Regions from separate parts of the Gossypium hirsutum genome. Here region 1 is linked to region 2. A link is a contact called in public Hi-C data. All regions are on one chromosome and are shown on one strand. Each heading gives the region's core, a stretch centred on a gene start, on an enhancer-like site or on the middle of the called end of the contact. The rest is flanking DNA. Distances are from core to core; before and after follow the strand shown. Region 1 holds the start of LOC107945354 (protein CONSERVED IN THE GREEN LINEAGE AND DIATOMS 27, chloroplastic). Region 2 holds the start of LOC107945361.

Region 1 (2,893 bases), core at 132-2,631, 250 kb before region 2:
TTGATGCAAAGCTATAATCTTTTCATGTATAAATCACATGCATATTGAAGCCGGCATGTTTCTTAGATATACATGGCAAACACAATTATACCCACCGGAATGATTAACAAATGGCCATGACTGAAACAGTCTAAAAACTTGAAGAAGATAAACATACCAGATAAATTCTTAATACAATCAGTGACACGAGGAAGAGAGTTCCTGTTCCAGCTGCAAGCACAAATCTTAAAGGTTCCTGCAAGGTGTGAATTAGAACGTTATTTGGACCAATTATACTGTGTCGTACCGGAATGTTTTCGATAAGGGTATGCTTGTTCCAATATGTGTTGGAACATAAATAATTAAGGAAAATGACGAGTCTGAATAACATTACTCTTGAAGGATTAAAGCTTGCAGCTGCTATTGGGACTCCAAGAACCGTGAAAGTTACCAGCCAGAGTCCTCCTAGTCGAAGGAAAAATTGGCCTGGTCCCAGTTCGCCCCATGAATACAGAGGTCCATCTTTCAGGGACGAGTACTCATTCACCTATTTCGCCAAACAGATAATGGTGAGTATGATCATATATATATATATATATAAGAAATGCATTGATAACAGTATAGATTAGATAGCCTACAAGACATGTTACATCCGACTCAGAATCCATGTATGCCTAGCAAATCACAAGCTTTTCCATGCTTTCAAAGGAACTTTGAGATTTTAGTTACAGTAAATGCGCAGAACATACCGGTCTTTGTTCAAAAGGGACCTCAATTTCCAAGCCAGGTTCCCAGCTCCGGCCTTGAAAGCCGCCGCTCATACCACCGTCCATCTCATCTTTTAACGCCCTGACTGAAACCCGACGAGGCAGCTTGGGTCCACCACGGAACTTAGGTAAGCCTGAACCATAACTACTCCCAAGCTTAATATGTTCCGGAATAGGAATATTTAGAGAACAATAAACATTTAACCTAAGCATCTATCTTTCTCAACTAAGTTCGAAGCAGGCGACTATATGTTTTAGGAGCAAGAAACAGGAGAGGCGAAGAGAAGAGATCGCAACAGTTGATAATTGAGTTAATTTCTTTATAAAGAAAAAACATGGTTTAGTGTTAAATAATGTACGTGGAGCAGAAACAACCATAGAATTAGTTTGTGTTTTTTTGTCTTGTTCCATTGATGGGTTCTTAATAATGGGACCTATCTTTGAAATATATCTCGCCATTAAACTGCCTTTTTTGTGTGTGTGTGTGTGTGTGTGTGTGTGTGTGTGTGTGGTAGGAGAAGTGAAGATGGGAAGGTGTTGCTTAATGAAGGCAAACTGTGACAGTAATTGAGAAGCACGCTATCTTTTGTGTATTCCTGGTGTTTCCACGAGCGAGAGTTTATTAGATTGTGAGAACCATGGATCCAGGGTTGTCCCCCCATCATGACTTAGGCCTTTCCACGATCAAAATTTTTGGGTTGGGTTCCGCTACAAATTATAAAACATTATTATTTCAAAATATTTTATACTGTAATTTAAATTAAAATTAAAAATTACCAATAAGTAGTTGCAAGAAGTGAAAGTGAATTTCTTTTCCAAGCATTTGGACCAAATTCAAGTTTTGGCGTTGACATTGTTTAGATTGTTGACCTGTAATTAGTTGTTAGGTAACAAGCTAGGTATTAACAAAAGTAATTGGAGAAGTTGACACTTCTATAGGGGACATGCAATTCGATTTATCTACATCTGTGGAGCTTAGCTCAGTGAGAAGTATCTACTATTTTCAAACATTTACAACCAATGATTCTAAACCTATCATACCCCAGTGACAATTTACTCACACTTGTACCTTTAAAGACTAGAAATCTTACACTAAATTCTCCCCCTTGGAGAACTTAGCTTGTAAAATCACAACACAAAGGTTTTACAATCAAATGCACTCACCAAATAATATTTCATAAATAAGGATTGCTGGCAACTAAGTGTGGCCAGGCCGTGTGACTCACACGGCTGAGACACATGCCCGTGTCTCAAGCCGTGTAACAATCGAAATAGGGACACACGACCGTGTCCCAGCCCGTGTTCGTGCCCATGTAACTCTCTGAGTTGAGTCACATGGCCAAGCTACATGCCCGTGTGCCAGGCCGTGTAACTCTCAAAATAGCTCCACACGCCTGTGTCCCACACCGTATTTTAGGCCGTGTAACAACCTGACTTGCATGCAACTAAATCTACAGGAGACACACGTCCATGTCGCTTGGCTGTGTTTCACACACGGCTAAGTCACACGTCCGTGTCTTAAGCTGTGTGGACATGAAATTGGCCAAATTCAAGCCATTTCCAACAACTATTCATGCATCCACCAAAAAAACTTTTAGTGCACATTATCAAAGCATTAAAACCTTATCAAAACTTACATATAATGACCAATTTAATGATCCCAAATGAATCAACCAATATGCCAATCAAGGCACCTCAAACGCAAATATTTAAACTTACCTAAACATGCATTTATTTGATCTCATTTCTATCCTCGAACCTAATTCAACTTCTAACAAATCAAACATCAAATTTGACCATTACTATTCCAATACAAAACATGTCATTTGAGCCATTCAAAACATACAACATGATATAGTCACAATGACACAAACTAATAAGGCATCAAATGTACCAACATAGTTAACTTACATAATGTATACTTACCAAATCACCTTCTACCATTTTCAAACATTATAACTTAGTTCAATTATGAACTAAAACATGTCACAAGTAACCATTTTCAATCAATCATCAACATGCCAAATGAATCATATCAACAACCACTTTAAAGTAATCAACATCGCATAATTTGGTAAGGTGTCGAGATGTACCAAACTAATATAACTTTACAAAGCTTACACATACCAAAACATCATTTACACATG
Region 2 (2,836 bases), core at 35-2,534:
GAGGAAAGTCTTTGCACAGTGACTGAAGATTGCTTCTTTGGTACCCATTTGACGCTTTAACACTTAAAGAAGCTTCAAACTTGTTCTCCACCGATGGAGGAGTCTTTGAAAGCGAAGCATTTCTAACAATTGATATCAGGAGATTATTATGAAGACGAACATTTTCTCTCCCTATTGTATCAATGCAGAGCTTATCAAACTCGGGTTTCCCAATCCTAAGACTCAAAAATCTAGTAAGCAGATTGAAGTACTCCTCCGTTTTTATACGCCCAATCTTCCTTACAATCTGAGATTTCAGCTCTAAAGTACCTATTCTGGAAAATTTCCGACCACCTGGCATTTCAGTTTCCAAGTTCCTCAGTATCATCCCAAATCTAAAAATTTCAGCCAAAAGCCATATAAAGTTAAACTTATTTCTTAATCAAAATCACCAAAATTCCTAATGTCATTTCATCTTAGCAAGTCAAAGGGTGATCAAAGTCAAACGGTTTTCTAATAAATCAATAGAAACCAAAAATAAAACAAAAACTCCGACCACAAATCTACCCATCTCAAATCAGAACATTAAATAAAAGAAGGAAACACCTTAACATAAACCATGAACGAGTTCCAGACACCGAAGTTTCAGCTTTATCCATAACCCCCTCGGGAAGGAAAAAGAAGTGAAACGGTTAAGAAAAACAAACTAAAATAGAAAGAGAGCAAAAACCCACCTGAAATAACGAACTATGAAACTGAATTCACAATTTTTTTGAACTGAATAAGAGAGTAGAGCAAAAAGAGATTAGGGCATGAAGCGAGCGAGCGAGCAAGCAAAAACTTCTGTTTTTTGGAACCTTCTTTTGGAGTCATCGAGGTCAAAGGAACACGTGCGCCTTTTTTTTTTGTAAGAAAAAAAGCAAGTGTAAGTATAAACTAGTGCTGGTTAGCTTTGAGCTTAGTTGTGCGTTGGATTTGTCCGACCATCTACGCGAGTGCATTGGTTTGGTCCAAAGTATCAAACATCAAAATTTCCTTTTGTCAAGAGGAAAGTTCCAGACAGTGAGTGACTACATCACAATGCAATACAATAAAATCATTGGGGTATTCCCTGTTTTTAGATTTTTTTAGCTATCTAGTCGTTACTCTTTTTTCTTTTTTCAGAATTCATGAAATTTGAATATGATGAGAGTAGAAGGTTACCAAAACTATCTTGAAGGTGTTGATGATCATGCTAAGATCATCAGATTTGTTGACGTAAAACTTCGAAGTGATTATTTAAGTGTCAACTGTAGTGATAGTTACACTTAAACACTACGGCTGATTATTACTTGTCATTTTGAAATTCACAATTTTTGAAATAAAATATTTAGGCTTTAAATGATATTGATATTGTGAAAGTATGAAACCTCATATACGAATATCAATCCATTTGAAGCAATTTATCTTAAAGGTTGGATTGGATCGAGATAGAATTGAAGACATATCTCCATAATCCACTTTACATTAATCTTTATTATTATATTGTATCTTGCTATTTTAACAACTATTTAATAGGAGACTGAATTGTAATTAATCTCTAGCATGTTAGCAATTCTCGAAATCTTATATATTTGAGACACTTGTATATGTTTTGTATTGGTATTGATAGTACTTATTTTTTTCATAGTGGAACATGTTTTTGAGAGTGCATGAGAGAGTAAACATGTTTAGTTTACTGTGGAGAACTTAGAGGTGAGTGATTTAGATCCTGAGGTACAAAAGTGAGGTTTCTATATCAAGGTGTGATAAAACTTGAATCATTTGTTGTACTGAGATTAAAGATAGTTGATTTACTCACTGAGCTAGGCTTCAAAGATATAGGGAAAGCGAACTGCGTAAACAATCCTGTGTGTTTTGTTCTTTTGTTGTGTTCATCGTAGTGGTAATTGTAGTAGCCACTACAACCATCACTTCCATTAAAGCACTCTATTTTTCTTAGAAATTAGCAACTGTCCGTTTCAACATGTGGTATAAGAGCCTAACACTTAGCTAATGGTGTTTCCTGATTTTGTTAATTGTTAGATATGAAATGATCTTTAATTGCTCGATCCATTTATGTTGAAAGGTTCTAACTATGCTTATTAGATGGCAAGAATGAAAGCCTTCATCAAGTCCACTAATGAGAAAGCATGATGTTTTGTTCTCACAGGATGACAACCACCTATGATTGAGACAGAAGTAGGAAGAATTGAGTTAGCTTAGACCATTGATGAAGAAAGTCTTGCAAATATCATTTGAAAGCTCTTTATGTTATCTTTTGTGATGTCAATGAACAAGAATTTAAGAGGGTATCAAAGTGTACAATTACTAAATAGGCATGTAACATCCTTTAAACTGCCCATGAAAGAACCAATACATAAAGCATTCTAAGATGTAGAACCTAAGATTGCAGAGTTTACAAACCATTGGTCAATTTTATGCAAAACTTTGTGATCTGTCTAATCAAGCATTTGCCCTTGTAGAAGAATATTTCAATTCCAAATTGGTTAGGAAGGTGTTGAGATCATTACTTAAGAGATTTGATATCAAAGTCATTGCCATCAAGGAGGCAAAGTACCTAGATAGTTTATGGATTGATGAGCTAATTGGCTCGTTATAGACCTTTGAAATGAACTTGGATGAAGCCAAACGTAGCAAAACCAAAGGTGGAAGGAGTATTGTTTGGCAAGTGATAGACACAATGCCCATTATTGACTCCACTACAGTAGAAGACATTCAACAATAAATTTCTTTGCTTACTCAAAACTTCAAATTAAGCAAATGGAAGATGATACTTTTCTATCACAAAAGAAGTAAGTGAGGAACTTAGTGAATA

What was found. A called contact is a pair of places that touch in the nucleus more often than the background predicts.
Region 1: a Hi-C map of leaf shows a contact between it and region 2, with 1.7 times the contacts expected there. The contact joins the promoter of LOC107945354 here to the promoter of LOC107945361 in region 2. A contact is called at or near these places in 2 of 34 Hi-C or Micro-C datasets (both in leaf).

Annotation. Positions count from the first base shown.
Region 1 is chrD12:29,725,561-29,728,453 of Gossypium_hirsutum_v2.1, reverse strand. LOC107945354 (protein CONSERVED IN THE GREEN LINEAGE AND DIATOMS 27, chloroplastic) reads right to left here and starts at 1,381. Exons shown (of 7, transcript XM_016879321.2): 1 at 729-1,381; 2 at 374-526; 3 at 158-235. The coding sequence starts at 959.
Region 2 is chrD12:29,475,201-29,478,036 of Gossypium_hirsutum_v2.1, reverse strand. It overlaps LOC107945361, which reads right to left and starts at 1,284. Exons shown (of 2, transcript XM_016879335.2): 1 at 714-1,284; 2 at 1-374. The coding sequence starts at 367.